Regions from separate parts of the Mus musculus genome. Here regions 2, 3, 4, 5 and 6 are each linked to region 1. Evidence: chromatin contacts called from public HiCAR-type, HiChIP or PLAC-seq and promoter capture Hi-C data. All regions are on one chromosome and are shown on one strand. Each heading gives the region's core, a stretch centred on a gene start, on an enhancer-like site or on the middle of the called end of the contact. The rest is flanking DNA. Distances are from core to core; before and after follow the strand shown.

Region 1 (4,662 bases), core at 653-3,152:
TTGTTTTTCTATTCAAACCTATATTATATCACCATGCCTAGTGGACACAATGGGCTACCAGCAGAAGACAGGATAGGGTCCCTGCTGTCATGGAAAGAAAAGTCCAGTGTGACACAGACACTGTTGTTACTATGCAAAAGTATAACCTTAGATAGGCAAGTGGACCTTCATGGAAGCACAAAAGAAATGACTCACTCAAGGGGCGGAAGAGGGCTTGGAAAGAGAGGAAATTACAAGCTTAAGTCTAGATTTATGGTCTACACTGGTTAACAATGTAATAGAATTGGAAATAAATAATTAGTATGACAAGAACAATGACTTTAACACACAAGACATTAAAGAAGTGCTAATGCTAACTGGGCAGAGAAAACAGATCAGAAAAAGCTTCACTGAGGTGCAGGTGGCGATGCTGGGCTATGTGCTCGAATGGGGTCAACGCCCCAAACCTATATTCCCGCCACAAGCCACTCTGCTCCTTGCTCTGAGTCCACAGAACAATCTCAGTGTTCCTTTTATGTCCATCACAAAAATCCCTAGATTCCACAAGATTCCTCATTATCTTTACCTTCCTCACCCTAACTGCCCTCCAACTCTTCCCAACCCGGAAGCGGTCCTATAGTAGGCTACAAAGTGACCTAGTCAGGTACCTGCAATTCTCAATCTATACATAGTCTGCAGATCTAGTATAAGGATCCAATGAAAAGATTCTTATTTATCTAGGCATCCCTAACGCCATCACAAACATCTTCACGGAGAAGAGCAGAGATTAGGGTAATGCTGACAGGCAGAAGTTTCTATTAAATGTGTTTTCTGCTGAACTCTTAGTGCCTGGCACATAGCAGCTCCTTGGATAAACATTTCTAATAGAAATATATATGAACACATGAAAGAACTTCTCAGTAGAAAAAAAATCTGCCCAATGTTGAAATGGTCATGTTTGAAAGCATTGAGCAGATGTGGAAAGCTGTTAAGCAAATGACCGAGAAGATGGTTGGGGGCGGGGGGCGAATTTCTGCAACGGGGAGGAAGTTCACTAGGAACGTTTCAACAGTAAAGTTCAACTGTTCTAAAGTTTCGCCCCCCCCCCCCACCAAAAACAAACAAACAAACCATAAAACCGCAGGGAAGCTGGTAGGCTAATTGCAGGTTTTCACCTCACAATCTGAGCAGGGAAACAAGGAGGCTAGCTGCAGATCTTCAACTTTCCCTCCAGTCCAATCCCCCGTCTCATCCACAGCCCTGTGGCAGACCTTCTACTGTGACCTCTTCTCATTCTTTGATCCCACTTCTGAGGGGGGCGGGAATAAACAGATCCTGATGACACACCCTGCTTTCCTCCCTCCTGTGGACCCCCATGCCACGCCCTAGCATATAGCACATCTCCATTTCTAAGTGTCAGCTCCCAATACCCAGATCCCGGCCAAGCTATTAGTTCTCTGTTCGAAACAAGCCTGGCAGAAGCCCTACCCTGGAGATGCGTGTAGGTGCATCCTTACCTACACGAAAGCAGCCGTTTCAGACCTGGTCACAAGGACCTAGATCCCTTTCCCTCCAGGTACTGACCTGAAAACTAGTGGCGACCCCTCGCCCAGCTGGGAGCTCAAAGTCAGAACAGAGGTTACCGCCCCGATCCGAAGGCGGCTCCGCGTCCCGGCTCCGCGTCCCGGCCCTGCAAGCCGACGCGCGGCGGCGAGGACTGAGGCGCCAGGAGTGGCTACCGAGAAGGGTTCCGGCTTCGCAGGCCTTGCTGGCCGCGCTGGCCTCGTCCACGCCTACCAGCGACCCCTTCAGCTGTGGGTGCCCACACTTGCCAGGGAAGCGCGACAATCCGCGAAGACCAGGATTCAGGTTTAAACTGCGCGGCAGTTAGCGTTTATGCTCCAGCCAATCAGATTCCGAGAAGGCGGCGCAAAGATGCGCTGCCACCCGGAAGTGGAAGACGGAAGGGGCGGGACGTACTGGAGAGGGTCGAGTGGGCGTGGCTGGGTGAGCCGGGCGGGCTGCAGCGAGCGTGAAAAGGTTCTCCTTGCCTCTCTGAGCTTCTGGTAGCCATTTCCACCAGCCCTGACAGAGAGGGCCATTCACCACGGATAAAGGGACACTCTGAGGGTTGGCAGGCACCTCTAGTCCTTCGCAGGGCTTTGTGTTGTTCACTGTGTGATTATTTGTCTGCATCCAGTTTCTGCATTCTTGCCTTCCAATTGTGATCCTTGCTTCTTTACACTTCACTTAAAAGCCTTTCTCAATTTTGCACTTGGAAGTGCTGCAATGATACTCCATTTTAGCAGAGTACACAGAGTGGCATTTTAAACTATTTCAACTATATTTTAAAATGTGTTAGTCTTATTTTTCAAGTCAGTTTGGTTCTTTTTACAAAAGGTTAATAATAATATATATATGTAGAATTTCGAGAAACGATATTTTAAAAAACTGCTCTGTTCCATCATATTAAAAATACAAATAGAAGCCAGGCAGTGATGGTGCATACCTTTAATACCAGCACTTGGGAACCTTTAATACCAGCACTTGGGAGGCAGAGGCAGGCAAATTTCTGAGTTCGAGGCCAGTCTTGTCTACAGAGTGAGTTCCAGGACAGCCAGGGCTACACAGAGAAACCCTGTCTTGAAAAACCTAAATAAATAAATAAATACTACAAATATGGCATTTAGAGGTCATGAGCATTTGTTGCAAAGGACCCAGGTTTAGTTATCAGCACTCACATGGTGGCTCACAGCCATCTGTAACTCCAATTCTGGGGAATCTTATGTCCTCTTCTGGCCTCTGCAGGCACCAGATATGCATATGGTGTACATACATACATGCATGCGTACATTCGGGCAAAATATACATATAAAATAATAAATCTTTTAAAAAGAACCTTGTCATCCCTAGGTGGGGCAGTCTCTGGATGGCCTTTCCTTCATTCTCTGCTCCACACTTTGCCTCTGTATTTCCTCCTGTGAGTAGCCTGTTTCCCCTGCTAAGAAGCACTGGAGCACTTTGGTCTTCCTTCTTCTTGAGCTTCATGTGGTCTGTGAATTGTATCTTGGGTATTCTGAGCTTCTGGGCTAATATCTACTTGTCAGTGAGTGTGTACCATGTGTGATCTTTTGTGACTGGGTTACCTCACTCAGGTTTTCTAGTTCCATCCATTTGTCTAAGAATTTCATGAAGTCATTGTTTTTAAATAGCTGAGTAGTGCTCTGTTGTAGAAATGTACCACATTTTCTGTTCCTCGGTTGAAAGACATCTGGGTTCTTTCCAGCTTCTGGCTATTATTATATTATGATATACATTATAATATTACATATAATATATCATAATATTATACATATGTGTGTACAGATATATCATAATATATATATATGAACATAGTGGAGCATCTTATGTGTTAGAGCATCTTCTGGGTATATACCCAGGAGTGGTATAGCTGGGTCTTCAGGTAGTACTATGTCCAATTTTCTGAGGAACTGCCAGACTGATTTCCAAAGTGCTTGTACCAGCTCGCAATCCTACCAACAAGGAGAAGTGTTCCTCTTTCTCCACATCCTCACCAGCATCTGCTGTCACCTGAGTTTTTAATCTTAGCCATTCTGACTGCTGTGGGGTGGAACCTTAGGGTTGTTTTGATTTGCATTTCCCTGATGACTAAGGATGTTGAACATTTCTTTAGGTGCTTCTCACCCATTCGTTATTCCTCAGTTGAGAATTTTTTGTTTAGTTCTCTGGAGTCTAACTTCTTGAGTTCTTTGTACATATTGGATATTAGCCCTCTATTGGATGTAGGGTTGGTAAAGATCTTTTCCCAATCTGTTGGTTGCCATTTTGACCTATTGACAATGTCCTTTGCCTCACAGAAGCTTTGCAATTTTTTTCTTTTTTTTCCCCCCCAAGACAGGCTTTCTCTGTATAGCCCTGGCTGTCCTGAAGCTCACTCAGTAGACAAGGCTGGCCTCGAACTCAGAAATCTGCTTGCCTCTGCCTCCCAAGTGCTGGGATTAAAGGCGTTTGCCACCACTGCCTGGCTGAAGCTTTACAATTTTATGAGTCCCATTTGTCTATAGTTGATCTTAGAGCATAAGCCATTGGTGTTCTGCTCAGGAAAACTTCCCCTGTACCCATGTGTTCAAGGCTCTTCCCCACTTTTTCTTTTAGTAGACACCAGATTTAGTGTATCTGGTGTCATATGGAGGTGTGGAGGTCCTTGATCCATTTGGACTTGAGCTTTGTACAAGGAGACAAGAATGAATTGATTTGCATTCTTCTACATGCTGTCTGCCAGTTGAACCAGCACAATTTGTTGAAAATGCTGTCTTTTTCCCACTGGATGGTTTTAGCTTGTTTGTCAAAGATCAAGTGACCATAGGTGTGTGGGCTCATTTCTGGGTTTTCAATTCTATTCCATTGATCTACCTGCCTGTCTCTATACCAATACCATGCAGTTTTTATCTCTATTGCTCTGTAATACAGCTTGTCCTTCTTCCCTTTTTAAAACAATAAAGCATAAATAGCCATCAGTGTGAAAACAGGTCAACATCCTTAGACATCAGGGGAAAATAAATTAAAACTGCATTAAGATTACATCTTATCCCAGACAAATGGCTATCATTTAAAAAAAAAACTGATGAAAATAAACAAATCCTTATACATTGCTCATAGAAA
Region 2 (4,662 bases), core at 972-3,471, 2.9 Mb after region 1:
GGCATGCATAACCAACCTAGATAATAAGCCTTTTTAAAATGTTATTTGTAATTATGAGCATGTGTCTGTGTATGGGTATGTGCTTGTGAGTAATGGCGACTGAGAAGGCCAGAGGCCTTGGCTCTCCTGGAGCTGGAGTTGAAGGTATATATGAGACTTGTTCTTAGATAATAGAGGGTCCAGGTATGATGGCATACTTGTCTTCAATCCCAATACTCAAGAGGCAGGTGGATCTCTGCCTGTTCCAGGCCAGTCAGGGCTACACCATGGGACTCTTGTCTCTTAAAAAAAAAAAAAAAATGTTGCTCACAGGCAGAACATTTGCCTACCATGCATAAGGCCCTGAATTCCTGCCAGAAGAAAGACACACAAAAATTACTAAGATGCCTGTTCCTAAAGAGAAGAACTTAGAGTCAAGTTGAGTGGGAAATTTATATACAATACCAGGTTTTGTAACAAATTCATACATTGGTTTCTTAAGCCCCACAAGATACCCTTACCTAATCCTGATCATACTCCTAAGAAAACCACATATGCTTAAAACAAATTAACAGGTTTCCTGATCAGTATGCCTATTTGGTTATACTGCTCTGGGCAATACATCTATTTCACACACTATTAAGCGTTAGGGGTTGAGAGCTCAATGATAGAGCTGGTTGACATGTTCATGGCCCTGGGTTAGATCCAGCACCTCTCCCTTCAACTGCCCCATACAACTAGCTACATACACAGTCAAGCTAACAAGTGAGTACTGTAACATATTGAAAACAGACTTTGTAATCACTAATATTCCAAAACTACTCTCTCAAATAACATATTACATTAAAGGCCAGAACACAAGATAATGTAATACTTTTATGCATTTATATACCATTTTTGTTGCCTTTTTTTTTTTTAGATCCAGTCACTTGGTATTTCCCAGGCTGAGGCTGGTATGGACTTTCTGAGCATGAGCCTCGGACCATAAGCAGCAAAGCAACATTTAATCAGTAATATAAGCAGTATGTCCTGCTTGAAAAGCTATCTTTTGAGGATAAACTACCCGATTTCACAGTTTCAACATGTTTGTGTAAGATTTGGAGATGAAGCATGGCTGCTAGTTTCTGTTTGTTTTTGAGACAAATCTTACCTTGTAGCTCTGGCTGATATGCAACTAGCTACACAGACCAGGCTGGCCTCCAAAGCACCAGACCTGGCCTCTTGGCTGACATTTTAAAGTCTTCATTCAACCAAAATGTTCTGAAACCCAGGCAAGAGTTGGACTTTCTCCTCTGTAATGTATACATATTGATTCATCTCAAATACCAATTTTCTTTTCTTTTGGTCCTGAGACAGGGGCTCACTTTGTAGTTCGGGTTGGCCTTGAACCCACCGCGATACTTACTTGACTTTATTGCTAAAATTACAGGTGTGAGCCGCCACTCTGAGTTAATTTTAATTTTTGAGAATACTTTATTACAGTCTTATTTGTAATAGAAAACTGCATTGTAGACTTATAGTGTCCTTCAGGTCTCTAGGTTCATCTCCACCTAAAGGACCAAGCAGGAAAACCGAGGACAGAGCCATCTTCAAGGTTACAGGACCTCAAAGTTACAGTGTAGTGAAAAAAACAACAGGTCCTCTTTGTTGGCTGTGTTTCATTTTGCAAGCGCTGAGTGGCCGGGGTCAAAGAACTCCACAGCAAGTGAGAGAGCGTCTGACAAGCGGTTCACCGCCAGGACACGCACTCCCACGGCCCGGGAGCCGGCGCTCTCGGGCGCAGTTAAACTTTCCCGACGGCCGCCGCCCACCTCTTGGAGACCGGAAGGGCGGGAGCCGGAGACCCGGCTGCTTGTCCGTCCTCCCACGGCCGTCTCGTCGCTGACTCACCCCGATAATATGAGGTGCACGCAGACCAGCCGGCCGAGCGCCGCGCCCCGGGTCTCCGGAGCCGACTAGGGTCAGCGCCCCGGCCACAGGCCCGTCCCGAACCCGCCGCCCGGAAAACCTCCGCTCGCTACCTGACGTCGCGCGCAGACCCCCGCGCCGGGGCTTCCGTCACGGTGGTCGACTTCGGATGGCACCCCGATGCCACCCTCGCCAGGGCCCTCTGACTGGTCCGAGCTGCCATGATCATCTTTGTGAAGCCGGTAGCCAACGCGGGCACCCGGAACGAGGCGCCGCCCTCAGGCCGGCCTGGAGGGACGGCTCCTGCGCCTCTCAGCCAATCCGGGAGCCCTCTGAGCAGCTGGACACGCCTCTTCCCACTAAGTCCCTCCCAACCCCATGACGCCACGCTGACGCTAGGCTGACGCACGTGTCCAGTGCCGCCTCGGGACAGCCAATCGGGGCGCGGATCTCCGGGACACGCTCTGCTCCTGCCAGGAGTCTGCCACTTATGTAATCTTCGTGACGAACTCCTGGGTTCACCTACGGTCCGGGTTTTTTCCTGGAGCTATTTGGGGTCGAGTCTCGAGGCTCGGCTCGTGAGGGCCGCCCTGCCGGGGGAGGAAAGCCCAGGAGCTGGCTAATTATGTAACTGCCTCCCACACCCACCCCACCCAGCGCTGGCCCAGCGTGTTTTCGCTCCTGCTGCCGAGCCTGGCAGATTTTACTGTGTATTGACGATCTCAAACGGTACCTGCTGTGCTGACCCTGAGGTGTTGTTCAGAGAGCAACTTCGGGTCATACCGCCCCGAACAGGCCCAGTGACCTGTCAGTTCTAGCTGCCTTCTTCATACGTGGCCAAGATATGGTGTAGTGTTGCCTTTATGATCCAGGTTTTTCTCATTCTATACAAAGCAACAATTTTGCTTGCCACATTCAGGGATTGGATGAGGTCCTGACTTACATATAAGGGAGGGGCACACGTAACAAACGCATATGTGAAGGTCAGAGTCTTCCCATGTGGGTCTAAGGAATAAGAACTCACTTAACAGGCTTGCATAGCGATTGTTTTTTTTTAAATGATTAGCCATCTCACTGACTCTAATACAGTTTTTTAAAAAATAGAATTATATTTTATTACTATATGAATGTACGTGTGTGATGTGTGTTTGGCTTATGAAAGTCAGACGGCACATTTGTGAAGTCACCTCTTCACCTTCCATCTTTATGTGGGTTCCTGGAGATTCAATTTGAGTCATCAGACTTGCACAGCAAGTTCTACCCAGTAGGCCATCCTGCCTGCTGCATTTGGTTAGCAGAGCTTGAGGAATAAATGAGATTGTTGGTTAAACATAGGCAATAATATATTTTGAAAGACTTACTAGATGTTGGAGGTGTGAATGAGTCTGTCTCCTCACATAGCTCATATTCCAAAAGGGAAGATAGAACTAATGTGTACTGCATTATCGGGTAATTATGTGACTTGTATGTGGTGGTTTGAATATGCTTAGCCCATGGGAAGTGGTACTATTAGGAAGTGTAGCATTGTTGGAGTAGGTTTGGGCTTGTTGGAGGAGGTGAGTCACTGTAGGAGTGAGCTTTGAGGTCCAAAGCTTAAGCTTTGGCCAGAGCAGAAGAGACCCTCCTCCTGGCTGCCTGGAAAAGGGCATCTCTTCCCACCTGCTTCTGAGTCAAGATGTAGAACTCTTGGCTTCTCCAGGACATGTTTGACTGTACACTGTCATGCTTCGTGCCGTGATAATGGACAGAACCTCTGAAATCAGCCTCAATTAAATGTTGTCCTTTATAAAAAGTTGCTTTGGTCATGGTGTCTCTTCATACCAATAGAAACCCTAAGATGTGGAGAAAAAAAAAAAAAGAGTAGAGCACAGTGTGCTGTGCCTGTAATCCTGGCACTAGAGATACTGAAAGAAAAACTACCCAGGCTAGATTGAACTGCACAGGGAGATGCTTAAAAACATTGAAAATGAAATGATGATGTAGCTGGAGAGATAGTTCAACAACTAAGAGCTGCTATTGCAGGGGAGACCAGTTCCATTGCCAGAATTGATGTTAGGCAGCTCACAACATCAGTAACAGTTCGAGGATATCTGTTAACCTCTCCTGTTCTCTGCAGGCACTGACACACACACACACACACACACACACACACACTAAGGGTAAGGACTAGGGAGGTCTCTCAAGATAAAGGTGCTTTTGGCTAAGCCTGACAACACATGCTATAAATTCTTAAAAGCTTTACAAATAAAAATTAATCTTTACTTAAATCCCAGCACTCAGGAGGCAGAGGCAGGCATATCTGTGTGAGTTTGAGGCCAGCTCAGTTTAAAGAATGAGTTCCAACACAGCAAGGGCTACACCAAGACACCCTGTCTGGAAAAACACTAAATAGATAAATAAGTAAATATTTTAAAATCACTGTAAGAAGAAGGAAAGAGAAGAAAAAAACATTAAATAAATAAATTAGGTGGGTTGCTGTTTTTATTCGTTTATCCTGATTTATACAAAGCCTCTCTCATGCCCATTCTTGAGCTCAGGGAATCCTCCTCTATCAGCTTACTAAATAGCTGGGATGACAGAAGACTAATATTTTATATAGGATGGGCAGGTGGACCTCTGAGACCGTGATACTGAATGTATTCATATATATAATCACACACATGTGCATGTGTATACATAAATATACAAATAAATGTAAAACAATAGTATTTACTCAATTCCTTACCCTCTTTTCCTGTTTCTATCCTCTCTCCTATCTCTCTTCCTTAACCTAAC
Region 3 (4,662 bases), core at 834-3,333, 2.8 Mb after region 1:
GACCCTGGGTTGGGAGAAGGTGCAATGAGAAGGAAGTGTCAGCATCTTCCATCCTTCTCTTGGAGACATTGGTGAGCAAGAACAGTGATTAATGGCACTGAGAAATGAAAAGGACTGGGTTAGAGAGACCTGAATCGTTCTGTTCATAAGGACATAGTTTATGTGCTCATTTGATACATACTCTTTAAGCATGACTTTACTTAAAAACGCAAAAAGAATACATTTGATCTTTTACTACCAGTCAGTAAGAGCTGAGTTCCTAGGTCCTGTGGGCTTTCACTAGCCGAGTCCTAGATTGGTCCAGTCTAGGAAACAAAAGCCCAGTGTCAGGTCCCAACTTTCTCCCCTCAAAGGGGCATGGGTGTCCATAGAATCGAGGTAGGAAGTAGAGCTCTCCAAGGCCTCTCTCTGTGGTAGAGACTCCCAGTCTTGACAGCAGTTTATCTGCTAAGTTTGGAGTAACAGGCTGAAGCAAAGTTCCAAACACTCGCAAGCACTCCAAGGCTACGTGAAGCACGGTACCCAGCCAGGGAGCATCCTCAGGGCTCTCCCAGTTCAATTTCCATGGTGCGTGCCTTTGGACGAAACCATTAGTTTGCCGAACACAGCTGGATACCGCCTCCAGAGCCTTATAGATCTGAAAGTCATTATAATAGCCCGCTACCAGTTTGGGTAAAGTGGCCACTGCAGTTACAAGCGCATAGTCTTCTGCCTGCACACGAACTGACGGCCCCGTTAACCCTGGCTCACTGGGGAAACAGGCAGCACAGAAAGATGGGTAGGTTCCAGAAGGATTTATTCTGTAGGCAGTGCACCGGTTTAAAAGCCCTCCTAAGGCATCTGCCAGCTCGGAGTCCAGCAATTTAACCACCTTTTCATCATAGTAATCGCAGTCCCAATTGGGAACGCCCTGCCGAAGGAGAAAGTAGCGAAAGCCATCCACAGTATAGCGATCAAGGCAAGTCCTGGGATCCACCACGTTGCCCAAGCTTTTGGACATTTTTTGGCCACTCACCGTCCAGTGCGAGTGGACATAGATGCGATGTGGTGGCCTCAATCCTGCCCCTAGGAGAAGGGCAGGCCAATAAATAGCATGAAATTTGAGAATGTCCTTACCTATGATATGAGAGGTGGCTGGCCACCAAGACTTGAAATCTGCATCTGGGTAGCCAACTACAGTGAGGTAGTTGACCAGGGCATCCAGCCACACGTAGATGGTCTGCGAGTCGTCCCCGGGAACTGGTATGCCCCAGTGCAGATGGCTACTCCTTCGAGAAACGGACAAGTCGGGCAGCTCCTCCTCCAGCCACTGAAGAACTGCCTGGTGGAACGGTTCCGGTGTGATTGCCTGAGGATTGTTTCCAAGCCACCGCTGGAGTGGTTCTCGAAACTGAGAAAGCTTGAAAATGTAATTTTCTTCCTTCGTCCAGGAGACAGGATGTCCGCTCTCGAGAGACACGGGACAGGGATCCCCGGACGGACCCACCTGCCGAGTAACCTTGGCCTCCGGCAAGAAGCACTCATCCGAGGCACAATACCACCCTTCATAGATCCCTTTGTAAAGCAGACCCCGGGCCTCCAGCACACCCCAGAAATGCTGCACCGCTACTCGGTGCCGAGCCTCCGTGGTGCGGATGAAGTCCGTGGAAGAGATGTCAGCCTCCCGGAAAAGCTGCAAAAACTGGGCAGACACTCGATCGCACAGCTCGATCGGGGCCAAGCCGGCGGTGGCTGCCGCCTGCTGGATCTTCAGGCCGTGCTCATCCGTGCCGGTGGAAAACCGCGTGGACGCAGAGCCGGGAACTCGGAGACGACGGTGGCGGCACAGGGCGTCGGCCAGTAGCGCCGAGTACAGGTGCCCGATGTGCGGCGCGGCGTTCACGTAGAAGATAGGTGTGGTGAAGTAGGCCCGCGCTTCCCCGGCGTCGCCACTAGCGCTCGGCGAGCACGAACCGTAGCGGCGACAGCCGCGGCCGAACCGGGTGCGCGTCAACACCCAGCGAGCACACTGCCGCAGCATGGTGACAGCCGGCCCCAGCACTGGAGGCGGTGTTCCCGAGCACGGGAAAGGGCGCGTGCGCAGCTGGACGGTACCGCCGCTTCCGGCGCGGAAGCCAATGAACGGCAAGCGTTGACTCCTGCGGCCCCGCCCGCAACTCCCCCGCCTCCACCGGTTTCCTGCAGCGCGCAGGGGCGGGTGGCCGGCGGGAGTTTTTGAGTAGTCGGCTAGTGGGTTCCGTGTCAGGGCAGTTGGGGAAAGAAGAGCGTATCCCGGGTGTTGTGCAGTTTTACTCTTTGAGATCTGTTCTGGATCTGAACTGAACTGATCGGTTCTGGACTGAACTTGTTGGCAAGATTTTTATATTGAGGTATTTTCCAAACTCATTAACTGTCAAAGCAGGGCACAAATCCGGCCTCTTGGTATCCTCTAGTCAACATAGAAAAACCATTTAAGGTTTGTCTCAGAATCTAAATAAATCTGAAAGAAAGGAAAATAATTTCACAAAGCGCTTTAAGGAACGATAAGCACTGGCAGAAAAGGAAATGACGTGTCTGAACATGTTGCTGAGCCTTAAGGATTGATTTGAGAACTCATCCAGGGACTGGAGTGCGGAGTCACAGGTGTGCAGATAAGGAAACATTAACTTTCAGCTTTATTGTACAAAACAAGTCACAATTTTCTCCTCTAATAGTCTTGAAATTCTTCCAAGACTGAGCTTTGAGAATGAAATCCTAATTTTTAGCAGGAGAGAATTTTAAAATCCCAAATTTTTATTATTAATCCTTGGCTCACTGCATATTTTCTCATCCACAACTGGCCTCCCCACCCCCATTTAATTTAAACAGTGTATATATGCACATACTAAAATGAGATTGGAACACCTATAAACCCTCACCCAACCTAAGTACTGTTAGTGATTCTCAAAGAATGGTCCCCAAAGCAGCATGAGACACACCAGGAACTTAGACATCTGAGGCCCATTCCCTACCTGCTGAGGCAGAAACTGGGATCTCAGACCAGCAATCTAAGCTTTACTTAGCTCACCAATGGACTGTGGTGCACATTAGTGTTTAAGTTAGAGATGAGCTGCAGTTGAGATCTGTGCGCTGTGTCCTTCCCTCTCTTCCAAGAGTAATAGTGCCCTGAGGGTTTGGTTTTTGTTTTTGGTTTGTTTGGGTTTTTTTTTGTTTTGTTGAGTTTTTTGTTTGTTTGTTTGTGTTTTATTTTTTTGGGTTTTTTTTGGGGTTTTTTTTTGTTTTGAGACAGGGTTTCTCTGTCTAGCCCTGGCTGTCCTGAAACTCACTGTGTAGACCAGGTTGGCCTTGAACTCAGAAATCTGCCTGCCTCTGCATCCCAGGTGCTGGGATTAAAGGCGTGCACCATCCACTGTGTTGCCTACTTGAACCGGGTACACCTGGAGAGAGAGAGAGAGAGAGAGAGAGAGAGAGAGAGAGAGAGAGAGAGAGAGAGAGAGAGAGAGAGGAGAGAGAGGAGAGAGAGAGAGAGGAGAGAGAGGAGAGAGAGGAGAGAGAGGAGAGAGAGGAGAGAGAGGAGAGAGAGGAGAGAGGAGAGAGAGAGAGGAGAGAGGAGAGAGAGAGAGAGAGAGAGAGAGAGAATGGAGCCAAGACAAAGGTCCTGATCAAGGCCCACGAGTTTATTAAGAGACCGTGCTTATAAGGGGGAAGGCCCATCGCCCCCCCACCCCCCCCACCCACCCCCGCCAGGCTTCTTGATGTATTGTTGCCAAGTTGTTAGCACTAGTCTGCCGGCTCCACACTTGGTGCCTGGAGCCATTTCGTCAGCACTCGGTGGCCAGGCTGGCCGCTTATTCCGGAAATTCTCAGGAAAACGGGTTCAGCTTCTCAGCAGGTAGCAGAAGAGCAGGGCAGTTGTCACTTCGAAAGAAGCCAGCCAGGTCGGACAGCTGCACCACAGGTGGCCCCACCTCAGTGGCAGACTAGTCTGTACCAGCCCGCTTCAGGCTGGGGGAAGCTACACCACTGCACAGCCTGCCCTGAGGTTTTACTTACACATTCACGTTCCTGTATAGCACCAATGCATTTGAGTAACACTGCCTATATTTAATTACCATTTTAAAAGACAGCGGGGCACGTAGTCTCTATCTTACCTTTCTAATTCAACATTTTCTTCCTAAGATTCAACCATATTGTTCATTCCTTTTGACTTCTGCATGGTGTGTAAAGACTTGTGGTGAGTTGGATATGCTTTTTGGGATGATTTAGAAGATAGACTGATGGCGTTCTCTACAGGAACTACAGAAGGTGAAACAAACGTCCACGGCGTAGTCAGTCTGTGTGTTCTAGTTGATCTGCAAATTTGCAAAAGGCAAGTAGAAAGTAGATAAAACTAAAAGTAGAGGGTTGTCTGCTCACTAGCATTCATGGTCCTGGAAGGTACTCTGCACTGACTAGAGGATAAAGCTAAACACCAAGCCAGTTACAAACCTTTCCTTATGCAATGATGGCCTCTCTGCATGATATGCTGGTACAACAATGCCACACAAGATGTGGGAGTAACCAACCACTGTCTGGTTGGATTTAGGGACCACTCCATGAAATAAAGCCAGTCCCTGACACTTCTCAGTTGGCCAAGAACCTGAGACTAGACAGGCATGGACCCAGGAGCAAACCAAACACTAC
Region 4 (4,662 bases), core at 676-3,175, 2.6 Mb after region 1:
TCTCCAACATTCAGATGTCTTGAGGACTTGTTGAGGTTTGGTTTGTTGCTATGTACTGTAATACTAAATACCGGCTATGGTTGACTCAGGGACAAGAGATGCTTTATGGCCTTACTCTTTGATTTAAAACTACTGGCTGAATAAGGATGCTGACAGCCTATAGATAGGAAGAAGAGAGGTAGGTGGGGTTTCAATTCTTGGGCTTGGGGTTGGAGAAGGAATATGAGTATGAAGGAGAGAGAGAGATAAGACAGCATGAGGTATGTGAATCATGAAAACATGGTCATGAGGGCTGGTCATTTGGAGCTAAGAGCTATCCAAATGAAACATGGCAAGCTATAACTTGGGATATTTGATAGGGAAGTGGATACTAATACCGTAGAGGGTATTAGTAACTGCCCAGCTCTAGTATATAAGGTTTGTCATAAATGTAAAGAGTTTTCGTCTTTTATCTGGGAACTGAATGATCATAGTTGGAGAAGAGACCCCAGTTGAGTTTAAATATTTTGGCAACAAGGACTAATGTCTGAACTTTGCCTTCCAGCAGCATATCCCATTATGAGCATAAGAACTGTACTGTCTACTAAGTTGATCCAATATAATTTTGTGTGATTCAGCCAAGTATTTTTTAAGTTCCTTTTGGATAAGAAGTAAAAGAGGAGCTGAACTGAGGAGTGTAGCTATCTTCCCTAACACAGTCACTGTTCCCTCAAGTTTGTTCATTATGTCAGACCAAGTATTTCCTGTGACAAGTGGCCTTTTTAGAAGATGCTCCCTTCAAAAGTAACTATTCTAGTAGGAAAGAAAAAGACTTCAGAAGAAAAGAGCACTAATCAAATAATAATCAAATCCTTAGTTACAACTGGAGGGATAGAATGCCCAAAAATCAATTCTAGAATATGTACTTAAATCTGAATACACATCTGTGTATTATTCCTTTTCCACAGAAACTCAAACCTGAGAAAATGAGTTTAAATTGTATGCAGAAAAGTATTCCAACTGCTAGGATGCTTCTACAATTAACAAAAATTGTTTCCCATCTTATTTTTGGTAAATAACTAAGCTTTTGGATATTTATTCTTGATAACTAACCTTTGGACATATTAACATTAATATTGTTGCTGCTTACTCTGAGGACAAGTTATGTAACTTTTTACAGTTGCTGATACTGATCTGATGGCTTAAAGCCCTTAAAAGCCAGCCCATTGAGATGAAGAATCGGGGTTGCAGAGCGCTAGGGTTAAAGCTACAGCTTTAGACTTTGACCCAAGTATTTAGCCACCTATTTACAGTAGAAATGACCATAAAGCACTGCACCGGAAACAAGATATGTGTATGATGGATAGTTGCTTATAATAATGACAGTCCTTATTACATGAATTTATCTAACAGAAATTACATACTACTTAAGAGAGAAGGTAGGCTCTCAGGCACTTTTTAAAAAGTCCTTGCAAAGGAGTCTTTGAACGGAGTTCCCAAAGCTATGGGGCCAAGTCTAATGAAGCTGGTTCCCTTCCCTTAGGCTCTCTCCTACTTTTATTTTATTTGCTTGTTTGTTCTTTTATGGGAGAGTGGGGGTGGGAGGGAGAGAGGGAGGGAGGGAGGGAGGGAGGGAGGGAGGGAGGGAGGGAGGGAGACAAGGTCTCACTGTGTAGCCCTTAAACTAACTATCCTTGAACTCGGTATATAGACCAAGCTGACCCTGAACTCAGAAATCCTCCTACTCTGCCTCCCAAGTGCTGAGATGAAATATGCATTATTAGCCAGGAGCGCAGGGCAGCTAGCCTACCAGGGGCCTGAACTGCGCTGCCCCGCCCTCCCTGGCAGGGATGAGTGACAGCGACAGCGACAGGTGCTGAGAGCAGAGGCGTCCGCTGCTTCTGTGTGTGGCGCCCGGAAGGGGGAGCAGAGTTTGCACGTGGGAACTTGTCTTCCTGTCTTCGAGCCAGCTTTCGGAAGTCCCCAGAGGCCACTCTCTGTAGTAGACCCTAGAGGTCGGCCCTCCAGGGCAGGGAAGGCTCGCCGCTCTTGCCTTCCGCGGCGCGTTCCCCTCCGCTCGCAGTGCTCGCGTCCGTCCGTCCAGCCGTCCGTCCTGCCGCCGCTGGCAGTCGCGGTGCGCGCCGTCCGTGCCGCCGCCCCGGCGGCCCCGGGACTTGCGCACAGCGCCACCGCCACCGCCGCCGCGCAGCCCGCCTCCCCCGCCCCCACAGGGCAGCTCGCCCGGCTCGGAGACTGCGCCACTGCAGCCGCCGCCGTCGCCGCCAGGGGGAGCGAGTCCCCGACGGGAGACGCGCCGGCTCGCTTCCTGCGAACGCGCCTTCCAACTTGAGCTTCCCGCGAACTCCGGAGATTAGAAAGATGGAGACCGAGTCCCGGGCGGTGAGTGCTGAGGGCCGGCCGGACTCTGCGCGGCCCGGCTTCGGACGGGCTGGAAAGAGTGGACTTTGGAGTCGAAAGCCTTGCTGTGGGGTTGGGAAGGAACGCGCCGCGGGAGGGCAGCGGGCAGCCCCGCTGAGGAGAGCGGCCCCTCGGGCTGTGTGAGAAGGGGCGCTGGGGGTGGGGGAGGCGGCGCTGGCCCTCGGTGGGGCGGACGGGCAGCTCGGGGGAAACGGCCATCGGCCAAACATGCCTAGCGAGCGGCCGCCCTCAAGTGTTCCCGCCCGGACGGCGGCGCCCTCGACGGCTCGCCCTTTTCAGGACACGTTCTCGCGGGCACGAGTTGCGCGGCCGTCGTCGACGCCCCGACCCGGGGCAAGGCCTGAGCCCGGGAAGGCCTGAGCTACGCGCGCTGCCCTGTCAGGCCTGGGCCCGGCTGGGGCCTAGGGGCCCCCACCGCCCCCGCCCTCCCAGTGCAGCCTGGTAACGTGCCGCGCCCCGCCCCGTGCCCGGCCGCCAGCCAATCAGCATGCGCCCACGCAAGGCCGCGGCCCCGCCTTGCACGAGGCGGCCAGCGCGTGGTAGGTGCCGTTGAGGGTTCCCGCCACCGCTGCTGGCGGGTTTGCCTGACAAAATTTCTCGCTGGCTGGCCTTCTTTTCCCTCCCGCACTTTGGTGGGGAGGGGGGAGACCCTCGTGTCGGTGTCCCGGTCCACGATGACCCGAGAGAACCCGAGGACGTTGTCAATCCGGCCATTTGCCCCATCGCCTCAGCCTGCTGGCCTCCGAGGGGAAGGAGCACCGAGGCGGTGACTGCGACGGTTAGCCCACCTCTTCCTTTGTCTTTGCAAAGATGATCCATCTCGAGGTCGAGGTTAAGCCTCAGAGGAGACGGCACTAGGGCCATGTTACCTTGGAAGAGCATCTTAAGAAACTCGTTGGTGGTCGAGCTTTACGGGGAAGCAGAGGGTCCAGACTAAGGATCCTGGAGCAGGCAGCCTCCTAGCTCCATGCTTTCAAATGGTTGACAGTGGGAGGTTCCCTCTCCTCAAATTCAGTGCTAACCTCGAAGGAACTTGATGTTACCTCTGTCAGAGCCTTGTTGCCTCTAACCATAAAATGGGTTCTAGAATGTTACTGATACTTCGGTCCTTACCCAAATGTTGACCAAGTACCAAGCAGGTCTCTCCTGAAACCTGGTTTATACAGTCAACAGATAGATAGGCACTGAACACTTGCTATGCGATGTTTCTGTTTTGCATGTCGCAGTGAGTTAAAAAAAAAATAGGCAAGCATCCTGTCTTCATGAATATTACAGCATAGTAATATATTACAGGTATATATGTGGTATCTTAGAAAATAAGAAAGAAAGCCATAACATCCACACTGGAGCCTTAAAAACAGGGACTGAAGTGATTTGGTTGTTTTAAAATCATTTTCTCAGTGTTTGAGGTCTCTTCACTTGGGACTGATTTCATCCACCTCTCACAGGAAAATGGAGTCTTCTTACTTAAACTTGAAAACAAACTAGTACTTCCATTGAACTCCTTTGTTTTTACAGAATTTTGTGAAGACATCATTATTTAACAAATTCTATACTAGAAATAAATTGGCACTGATATTGATATGTTCAGCCTTCTAAATTAGAAGTATAAACATAATGGATATATACCAATTTGTTTTGGGTTTTTTTGTTGTTTTGTTTTTTACAAGACAGGGTTTCTCTATGTAGCCTTGGCTGTCTGGGAACTCATTCTATAGCCCACAGACACATTTGTAATTGAGTTGTCTGTGAAGTCATTGGTCAAAGGAAGAAAGTACACCATGGGGCCTCTCAGGTGTTAAGAACACAATTTATACAAAATGGGCTTGAGACTTTTAGAATTCCAGGTAGAAGGGCTTTACCTGAAATGCGTATTGTAAGGAAACGGGAATGTTTCTGTGGTTGTGTGTATTATTGCTTTAAAAGTAAGATTGGTAAAGGAGAACAGTTGCTCAGAATATCCAGGATTAAGCAATGTTTGGTAGTTCTTGTGGTTTAGACAGTGCTTTTGTTTTTATAGGTATTTAGACACGATTAAAGAATTTTTTTTATCTTGCTCCATTATAATTACAGTGACCTTGTCTAATGCTGATGTTCTGTTAACAAGAGAACACCACTGCCTAACTGAGTGCCAGGCCAACTTAACACCTGGACAGAATGGTTGAGACAAAGCTTCTCCAGATATCTGAGTCTTTTTTTCTCCCTCTTTGACTTCTTTATGAATTTAGTATTCTTCCTTAACAA
Region 5 (4,662 bases), core at 1,034-3,533, 2.6 Mb after region 1:
AATGTAAGGGTGGGGCTTATTTATTTTGAGACCAGGTATGTTCAGGGGGTTAGGTTTGAAATAAGGATCCTCCTGTGTCAGCTTCTTGAGTGCTGAGTCCCAAGCTTCCATTTGAGCACAACCCTTGGATTTCAGTAGCACCCCAGGCAGCTCAGAGCAATTTCGGAGAGGTAAACTTGCTGCAAGAATCTGCATAGTCCTTAGACCTTGTGACTTGTGCTTTTCACAACATTATAAAGAACCACTGCTTTTATCGTAATGTATTTTAAACTACAATGACTATTTGCATACACGCAGGTCCACATATTGTAATCCAGATGTATCTGTTTCCTAATTATGATACTTGCCAGACAATACGATTTCTGACTTGTAGTATTAACGAAGGCCATTTCTCCTTTATCCAAATTCACATTCAGAATATAAGTCTCTTTGCGCGTTATGGAAAAGCACAGATAAACAAACAAACTACTACAGGATATTTTAAATTACCATCCACTTTTAACATAGAAGTCTCCCTGTACCTTTTTAATTTCCATGTGTCCATGCTGGAGAAAAATCATAGATAGTGCCTGGAGATAGGTGAATGTGGGCACAAACACTGGTGCTGCTAGCGTGGGAAAGAAGACACGCATTACATCGCGATTGCTTGGTTTAAACCTAAGCAAGCTTTCTGAATGTATGAGCCTATCCAGAAAGAATAATAGGTGGCTCCTAGACCTTTTGCTGTCGCCTGTGGTGTACTGTGTTTATCACAGATGGGTGGACATTCACACTGACTGCTTTACCAAGATCAGCTTTAATCTCACATGTACGTAGTATTCACATAGATCTATGCTAGGAAGCCCTATTCCAGGGCTCTTACCTGAAAAGATTACTCCAAAGTCATGCACCCAAAAGATGAACTTTCGAACATGGGAAACAAGTTCAAAGTGGAAGACAGAAATAAATAAATAGGGCGAAGAAAGGTTTACAATTCCTTGGCAGATGGATAAAGGCAAATCCTCTGGGGGTGCTAGGGGAGTCTGGGAACGTTTTCCCGGATGTGTGTTTTCTGCAGCGCAAAACCTCTAAGCTCTTCCTTCATCCTTTCTATGCTGCAGCGTCCGCTGCAAACTCTGCCTGCCTATCTGCAAAGTTCAGGCGTTTCAGGATTTCAGAACCATTTCTGTATGGGGGAGATTTCCCACACACAATTAAAAGTAAGCTGTGCTTTGCCTTTGCTGTTCGGGAAAGCTAGCTCTCCGCTGGAGAATGCACAGCCAGCCCGCAGGTCTCTGCATTTATCCCAAGTTCACCCTTCCTCCTCCCATCCACCGGTTAGTGAGAAAATGAGGGAAAGCATCCATCAAACCGCAGAAGCGCAGAGAACTTTTCCTCCGCTGTCAGAGAGGAAGTCACTTCTGCTTCTCAAGGCCAACAGCTGATTCTGGGAACCTCCGGACTAGGCAGGAAGGTTTGGCGATGAAGGAGGTGGGAGAAAACAATGCCCAGCCTGCGACGCCTAGGGCAATGAACATCCTGCCCAGGGGCTGGAGGGGGGATGTCCCCTACCCACCCGGCACCCATACCAGGCTCTGGGCCGCTGCTGCTCCGCTTACCTTGATGATGCTGCTACGCCGGGGGGTCGCTCGTGCAGCCTCCAGGAGGCCGGCCTCGCTATCCGCGGGGACCCCCGCAGCGCCCGGCAGCGCGACCCCACTGCGACGGTCCCTCATCCGGCCCCCCAAGGCCGGGGGTGGGGCGTCCCCTGAGGCAGCGTCGGCGCCGGCTCGGGGGTCGTCTTCGCCCCCGGCAACGTCGAGAGGCGCCGGAGCCTCCCTGCTAGCCGCGCCCTCAGCCATAGCCAAGCACGTTTTAGGCTCCCGGCGAGACAGCACGACCGCCAGCGGCGTCCAGCCCCGGGCACGGGTGCGCTCAGGCACCAGAAGGAAACCCCGCTAGACTTTGTTTTAGCGCGCCACGGCCGCTGCAGTGGCAGCCACAACTTTGTAGAAAGGAGACATCGCTCCGGCAGAGGCGTCCTCGGGCTGTGGTCCAGGAGGTCAGCGGGCCGGCGCGGACGGGCGGCGGGGGCGGGGAGAAGATGTGAGCGGGAGGGAGAAGCAGGCGAAAAGCAGCGGGAGGTACTGGAGACGCGAGGCGAGCGCCGGCTCTGTGCAGACAAAAGGCAGTGGGCGCCGGAGCCAGGAGCCTCGGAGCCGGGACGTGCGCGGCCGGAGCGGCGACTGCGGATCGGCCACCAGCCACCTGCCCGCCGACCGCAGCACGGCGGCCCCAGGAAGTGCGGCGGCGGGGCGGCCTCCACTCCGCTCGCCTGTGACAGGGAGGGAAGACTTGTTTTGACAGCCCGTGGGGATTGGCAGGCTCCCCGGCCTCTCAGGAGCCGAGGCTCACCGAGGGGGTTCGGGCCGACCAATCCTCACCGCGGAGGGGTGTGCCCGAGCGCGAAGAATGGAATGTGTTCTGTTGCTCGGAGCCTGCCCAGCCCAGCTGGCCCCGGTACTAGGCGAGGATGCGCGCGCCAGTGTGCGCACCCACAGGCACTCAGAGTACATTTTAGGAAGTTTAGAAAGGAGACGAAAGCGGCCTGAAGGTTCAAGAAATGGGACGCGGGTGGGGTGGTTTGCGGGCGGCAGTGAGATGACGGAGGAAACACTGCAAAACAGCAAATCTGGAATAAAGAAGATGTTGAGCGAGAAGGTTAGAGTGTTTGGAGGGGTGTAGTAGTGACACTTGGCACAGCCAAGGGTCAATCACTGGCTCTCCTGCCAATCCTTAGAAGTGAAGTCCACGCACTAGGACCCTGGAGTTCCACAGTTTGTCTCGGGTTCTATGAGCGGATTCTACATTCACTCAGTAATCTGAGTCAATACAACAAGGAGTTGGGTTTAAGGGGTAGGTAGGGTAAGAGGAAGCAGAGCAACGAAAACCCTGGGAACGCCGCCGAATGAAACACAGAGATGATGGAAGCCACATAGCGACAAGGTCATTGGCAGGTTTAGTCTCTACCCTAAACCGTTCTCGACGAGGGTCCAGCCTCCTTTCTACATATAATTCTAAATCATTACATTTTGCTCCTTCCACCAAGCTAGTAACCAAGAGGAGAGCAGGGATTCGGTAGCATTAATCACACCATGAGCAAATGTAGACAATGGCTCTAAGGTCCCTGGAGAGTTGGACGACGTACTGAATCTCACTTAGATCATTAAATGCATTTAAATTACTAATTATTTCATAATTCAAGATTTTACTTCTTCCTTACGTGGCCAATAGCACCAAGAAATTTTTCAGCCCTTCAGGGCCAGAAATTTATTAAAATTCTAGCATTTTAAGGATGAGCTGGGGTGTTAGGAGTCATCTAGGGCAGCTCTTTTATTTAACAGAGGAAATGAAAGCCCAAGGACCTTGTCTACTGACTGGTTAGTACAGACACTAAAATCAGATCTGCTACCCAGTTCCTTCCAAGCTCTCTTCACTTTTTTTATCTGGCTCCCCTGGGGCTACAACCAGTCAAAATTGGATGGGGCTCTTGGGAGAATTCACATTTGACATTTACCATCTCCTAGGGAAGACTGGAAAGACTTGACTTTACCTTTTCTTTAAATATACGTGCAACCCAGAAATGAGTGTCCTCTAGATGAGAGGCCAGCTCTGGTTTTAGAAGCAACACTGCCCTCTAGTGAGATGTTGAGAACTACAACCGAAATAGCAAGCGCTTCTTCTCATAACTGTTACATAGAAAATATATTTTGTCCTCAGAAGTATAGCCAATTTTAGGCTACTGTTTTTCTGATGCTCTCTCATTATTACACCTAACTTTGTCTTTTACAGATGTCAGGGTGTCTGCTTTCTGATACTTTTGTCAACTTGCCACTTGTGAGCTGTCCTTTGAAGACTGTAAAGCTGCAGATATCTCCCTCGTCATTTTCCTATATGAGTCTTATATACCAGTGTTTCCTATCCTACAGGCTTGTGTGCCTTTATATCCATATATATTTTTTCCATACACATTTACATCCATATACCCATATATGATTATATATTTATATCCATATATATTTACATCCATAGAGCATATGGTTTGCAAAATGTTTTGTTTCCACTCACGACCGACCAGTTGCACTCCATCTTCCCTTCCTTTGCACTCGTCCCTTGTGACCTTCTGCGAGCACAAATGCACAGAAACTGCTGAAGACTCTGAGCTCTTCAGGGAGGTTGTCTAACTCACTCGGCCTTGAGAATATTGGAGTACATCTAAAGGGTCTTTCATTTCTGCTGTCTCCTGCCATAAGCTCAGAAGGCTTCTCCTGCCTGCCATTTTAAATTTAAAAATGCCCCCATGTGCCTGCTTATCTCACAGAGGCAAGAAATCAGAGCAAGAAGAGACCAAGGTCACAGTTTCCTGCAAGGGCATTCTCCTGATGCAAGAAAAACTCCCACTAAGTCCCAACTCTTACGGTTCTACCACCTCCCAAGAGAGCAAAGTTGCATGGGGTTTGGGGGACAGTCAAGATCCAAACTCTAGGAGCAATGGGGCTGGGGCTGGGCCTGCTGCAAGACATTGTCATAACCAGCATGAATGACATTGGGAGTGGAGGAACCATTTTTTAGTCTCCAGGACAATGGTGCCTGGATGGAACTTACTTATTATGAGAAACGCAT
Region 6 (4,662 bases), core at 771-3,270, 2.3 Mb before region 1:
TTCTGGGCTTAGTCCTTGGACCTCTTCTTTCCTACATCTAAATTTTCTAGGAGACTGGAACAAACTTCCTAGCTTCGATACAATATATACACTGGCAGTTCCCAAACTGTTCCAGTCTGGTTTTTTAACCTTAAACCTCAAGACTTTTGTACTTGATTTTGTCTCACTTGATGTCAAACAGGCATCTTAAACCTGGCTCACGTAACCCCAAACTTCTGATCTCTATGAAACCTCATTAATTTCCCACCAAGATACAAACTAAACAAAATCTTCACATTCCATGGGGAAATCCATTCTTCTATCTGCCAGTCCCCATCTCCACCCCCAGAAGTGTTTTTCTTCCAGCTTCTTTCAGCCTCGAGTTTTATATCCCGTCTCACTGGCTTTATCTTAACAATGTTGTATTTCTCACCATGTGCTATGACACTGGGGTTCAAGCACACACCATCTCTCACCAAAATGACAGCAGTTATCTTTCCGCCTACTCTCTCTAACCCCACCCTTGCCTCAGCCCCATAATTACAGTCCGTTCTTAACACAGTAGCGGGACGACTATCAGAAAACTTTACTAATAATATTAGGATTGTTCTGAAGTGGGGTCTCACAACATTCATTGCCCAAGATGGCTTCAAGCTTACAATCCTCCCACCAGAGCTCCCAGAGTGTCTGGGAATTAGACACGGCCAGCCTGCAAATTAAAGTTCTCCTTTAAAGCTGAAAATCCCTTGATTCCAAGATTTGCATTTTTTAAAAGGAATGAATTGAAGACATTTTTTTGCCACATATATTTTTAATTTTTTTTCTAGTATACAAATTTTAAAATTTAAGACAAGGGCTCATGTGATCCAGACTGGCCTAGAACTCAGGTCCATTTTGGAAGAAACCCTTGAACTCTCCTGCCTCCACCATCCAAGTGCTATGATTACAGGCCCAACACAGCATTCCCAGTTTTCCTTTAAACTAAAATAGCCACTTATCCATTGAAATCCTCCAGTAGAACGCAGACTTAAAAGTCCTTTGAATAGCTTTTCAGCCATTTACACCCATCTGTCTTCCCGGTCTGGTTTTACATTCGCTCCAGTTGGCTAGGACACAGTCCTCTTATTCTTGAAAGGCCTGAGCTCTCAACTTCTTCATATCAGTGTTTTGTTTCTCAGGAGTTCAGGTATGTGGTTTCTATATTAGTCTAATCAACCACTAACTCAGAACAGGACACTTCTAAGGGGCATCTCCATCACCATTCATCTACCCGGGGCTGTTCACTACCTTTCCACTTTTCCATAAATCCACCACACTTTGTACATACATATTCTTTTAAAGACAGGGTTTGATGTAGTCCAGGGTGAGCTTTGAGCTCCCACCCCATCCTCCTCACCCCGGGCTGGGATTACAGATGTATGCAACGCCCAGCTTTATACAATACACTTTAAGGAAGTTCCTTAACAGTAACTCCGGAGTTTTGAGAGGTTCCCCTCTGAAAAGGACAGGTGGACAAAGTTTGGGTTGGGGAGCTCAGCTCGCCCATTCCAACAACGGTGCCGGGGCATATGCAGGGGGATGCTAGGAAAAGATGGAAGGAGTTTCTCCCCTGATGTAGAAGCAAATGGGATTGGGGCTCGAAGAAGTCAATGTCTCCAAAGTCACCCAAGGTAATGAATTGATCGCCACCTCCCAAAACCCGTCCGGGACAGGGAGAATGAGGGACCCGCCCAGGACCACAGCTCAGCGACCACAGCACTCATGCGCACGGGGAACGCACGCCGGGGCGGAGCCACGTGGCTCTTCCGCAAGCGCTCCCGGCCGACCGCCCGCCCAGGTCCTCGCGGCGCAGGCGCACCCCCGAAACCCGAGTTGGGAGTTACCGGGTAGAGGTACAGCACCGCTCCCACCAGCGCCAGCAGGAACGTCACGGCGAAGATGGCGAAGTCCAGCATGCTTCCTCTCGCCCGCCCGCGCGGTCCTCGGCCGTGAGCTCCGTGGTGGCGCCCGCAGCTGGGGAGGGAGGTGGCCTCAGGCGGTCGGCGAATAGGAGCCGCGGTCGCCCCGCCACGCCCGTGCTGGGCGTCACCCTTGGTCTGCTGGCGACTCACAGGCCACAAGGAAACCTCCAGGCCCGGGTCCCACCCTGGCCTGGCTAGAATCAAGCTGCGTGCGACACCAGTCCGCTTGCACAAAGTAGACTTAAGTACATTTAAGTAGGACTCACAACCGAAGCCAGTCTCACCTGGACACCTGCATGCATGGCTGAAGAGCTAGGCACCGTTAGATGCTCCTTATTGCTCAAAAGCGCTCCAGTGAACGTGGCTGGTTTCTGTGTTTTGACAGGATCTGACTATGTATCCCTGTCTAGATTGGAACTATGTAGACCAGGCTGGCCTCTGACTAATAGATGCCTTCCTGGTGCTGGAATTAAAGGCGTTAGCCACGGTAGCAGACATTGGGTAGGATTTCTGGCCACGGTGGCAGACAGTGGGTAGGATTTCTGTTACTGATAATTTGCAATAAATTCCTTGAATTTAGCAAGCTCCATTTTCTTCTATGGAAAACTGAAAACCAGAGGCTGGGGAGGTAGATTGCTTTTCTAGTACAAAGTTCTGGCTTCAGTCCCCAGCACCACATAAACCTGGCTGGTTGGCACACATTTGTAATCCCAGCGTCAGAAGGTGGAGGCAAGAAAATCAAGTGTTTAGTCATTTCCAACTACATAACCAATTCCTAGGTTACCTGAGCTCCTGCCTCATTAAATCAAAATCAATTCATTCAAAATAATACCATATAGAGTAGCCAGTGGAGGGTACTATTGGGCGTTCTAGGAAGCACTGAGCACTGGCAAAGCAATGTTGTGTGCTTATGTTTTTCAAACATTGCTTGGTCAGAGCATTACTGTAATTTGAGATCCTTCTGTTCTATCCAACTCAGAAATTTTAACATGGGTTAGTATAAGGTAAAGCCTGATACTTATTGGCACTACATTTAGTGAAAGCATCCTAAAACAATTTATAGATTTTATAGCTTGAATATCAAATTTTCTTGATACCGTTTGGCATGTCATTTGGAATTGCAGTTAGAGCTCCTGTAATGACTACTGCTTAAGAAGGAATCATACCTCACTGAAAACATGCCATATCTTTTTGAAGCTGTAACAATACTTCCACTCAAGATTTCGTCGATTGGAAATCACATTTTTTCCTGTCTTGGGACAAAGCTGTCTACATTGCTCAAGTTGGCCTCAAACGTTTGATTTTGTCTTAGTTTACAAGTCGCTAAAATTTTAGGCATGGGCCACCTCACACAGCAAGAGCTGTGCTTTTAACTCTGAATGTATTTCAAACTGCCCTGAGTGTTTCAAGGGTTTGTTTTTTAAATCGGTTTTAAAGACATTTCTCATCAAAATGATGGCCCACATCAACAGCAGATAAAAATTTGAAATATACAGTGTAGCTACATAACATTAATGATTTACTTATTCTATGTATATGAGTGCTTTATTTGCATGTACACCTGCATGTCAGAAGAAGCCGTCAGATTTCATTACAGATGGTTGTGAGCCACCATGTGGTTGCTGGGAATTGAACTCTGGACTGCAGGAAGAGCAGCTAGTTTAGTGCTCTTAACCACTGAGCCATCTCTCCAGCACCATAGCTATATAACTTTAGGTACCACTTTCTCAAGGTATCTGGTCCTCAACCTTCCCAGTCCCAAATCAAAATCATGCCTGGTACCTGCCTGGTACTGCTCCAGCACTGAGTCCCCCCCCCCACCCCCACCCCCCAACCTGGGTTTTTTAGTCCTAAGTTAGCTCTCAGCCTGGCACCCTCTGGACTTTTCAGTACCCACAGAGGCAGGCCCCAGTGTTTCAGAAATGGAGTCTAAAACTAGACATGAGGATAAGTGTAGATCAGCAGCGGAGCCTTGCTTAGCCTTGGTTCTGGGACTTCTTCTTTCCTAGCTCCACAGAACACCAGAGACAAATAGACAGCAACCAATCTACCTCTTCTTTCTTTAAACTTTAAAAGTAATTTAATAACTATATATAGTGTACATTCACATGTTTTTATATTTAATACCCAAAATTTTTGTCTTGACTTCAACAGGTTAAACTTTTGACACTGTAAATATTCACATATTACAAAGTGTTGCTTCGGGGCTGGTGAGATGGCTCAGAGGTTAAGAGCACAGACTGCTCTTCTTAGGTCTTGAGCTCAAATCCCAGCAACCACATGGTGGCTCACAACCATCCCTAACAAGATCTGACGCCCTCTTCTGGAGTGACTTAAGACAGCTACAACGTACTCACATATAATAAAATAAAATAAATCTTTAAAAAAAAAAAAGGAAAAGAAAGTGTTGCTTCTTTTACAAAAATATAATTTAAATGTAATTCATATTGTAAGCATGTCAGAATCAGAAACACATATGGACAAGTCTATATCTTTATTTACACAGTGCCAGAATTTGTTGAATAACAATAAACTCACAAGCTTTGTTGGATTCCTTGGTTACAATTTACCAACTAGGACTTCTCTTGATAGCTGGCCATTGGCAATCATAGGTCCTTTTACTCCAGTTGTGTGTGTCTGTGTGTGTTTGTGTGTGATGTGTGAGAGTGTACATGTGCACACAAGAATGGTGAACATGCAGAGATCAAAGGACGGTTTTTAA

What was found. Promoter capture Hi-C pulls out the DNA fragments that hold promoters and counts their contacts. HiCAR-type assays count read pairs that join an accessible place to other places. HiChIP or PLAC-seq counts read pairs in DNA pulled down with a chosen protein or histone mark.
Region 2: an H3K27ac HiChIP or PLAC-seq map of embryonic stem cells shows a contact between it and region 1, with 5 times the contacts expected there. The contact joins the promoter of Coq10b here to the promoter of Sgo2a in region 1. A contact is called at or near these places in 1 of 39 promoter capture datasets (hippocampal neurons) and 2 of 115 datasets of contacts at active chromatin or transcription factors (astrocytes and embryonic stem cells).
Region 3: a contact with region 1 is called in a HiCAR-type map of astrocytes, with 7 times the contacts expected there. The contact joins the promoter of Mars2 here to the promoter of Sgo2a in region 1. A contact is called at or near these places in 5 of 39 promoter capture datasets (the 3T3-L1 cell line, erythroid cells, hippocampal neurons and 2 more) and 3 of 115 datasets of contacts at active chromatin or transcription factors (astrocytes, embryonic forebrain and stem cell-derived neural progenitor cells).
Region 4: a contact with region 1 is called in a promoter capture Hi-C map of pre-B cells, with 4 times the contacts expected there. The contact joins the promoter of Boll here to the promoter of Sgo2a in region 1. A contact is called at or near these places in 3 of 39 promoter capture datasets (hippocampal neurons, liver and pre-B cells).
Region 5: a contact with region 1 is called in an H3K4me3 HiChIP or PLAC-seq map of embryonic forebrain, with 13 times the contacts expected there. The contact joins the promoter of Plcl1 here to the promoter of Sgo2a in region 1. A contact is called at or near these places in 1 of 39 promoter capture datasets (pre-B cells) and 2 of 115 datasets of contacts at active chromatin or transcription factors (astrocytes and embryonic forebrain).
Region 6: a contact with region 1 is called in a promoter capture Hi-C map of pre-B cells, with 5 times the contacts expected there. The contact joins the promoter of Cyp20a1 here to the promoter of Sgo2a in region 1. A contact is called at or near these places in 2 of 39 promoter capture datasets (liver and pre-B cells).

What each region holds. Positions count from the first base shown.
Region 1 is chr1:57,993,214-57,997,875 of GRCm38.p6, reverse strand. It overlaps Sgo2a (shugoshin 2A), which reads right to left and starts at 1,902. Exons shown (of 9, transcript NM_199007.2): 1 at 1,564-1,902.
Region 2 is chr1:55,050,329-55,054,990 of GRCm38.p6, reverse strand. It overlaps Coq10b (coenzyme Q10B), which reads right to left and starts at 2,221. Exons shown (of 5, transcript NM_001039710.1): 1 at 2,001-2,221. The coding sequence starts at 2,116.
Region 3 is chr1:55,234,598-55,239,259 of GRCm38.p6, reverse strand. It overlaps Mars2 (methionine-tRNA synthetase 2 (mitochondrial)), which reads right to left and starts at 2,083. Exons shown (of 1, transcript NM_175439.3): 1 at 1-2,083. The coding sequence starts at 2,020. The coding sequence ends at 260. Gm10561 (predicted gene 10561) reads right to left here. Exons shown (of 4, transcript NR_166489.1): 3 at 4,131-4,331; 4 at 3,636-3,897.
Region 4 is chr1:55,361,016-55,365,677 of GRCm38.p6, reverse strand. Boll (boule homolog, RNA binding protein) reads left to right here and starts at 1,925. Exons shown (of 11, transcript NM_001368767.1): 1 at 1,925-2,379. The coding sequence starts at 2,359.
Region 5 is chr1:55,403,567-55,408,228 of GRCm38.p6, reverse strand. It overlaps Plcl1 (phospholipase C-like 1), which reads right to left and starts at 2,283. Exons shown (of 6, transcript NM_001114663.1): 1 at 1,599-2,283. The coding sequence starts at 1,841. It also overlaps the pseudogene Gm8531.
Region 6 is chr1:60,340,658-60,345,319 of GRCm38.p6, reverse strand. It overlaps Cyp20a1 (cytochrome P450, family 20, subfamily a, polypeptide 1), which reads right to left and starts at 2,020. Exons shown (of 13, transcript NM_030013.3): 1 at 1,863-2,020. The coding sequence starts at 1,934.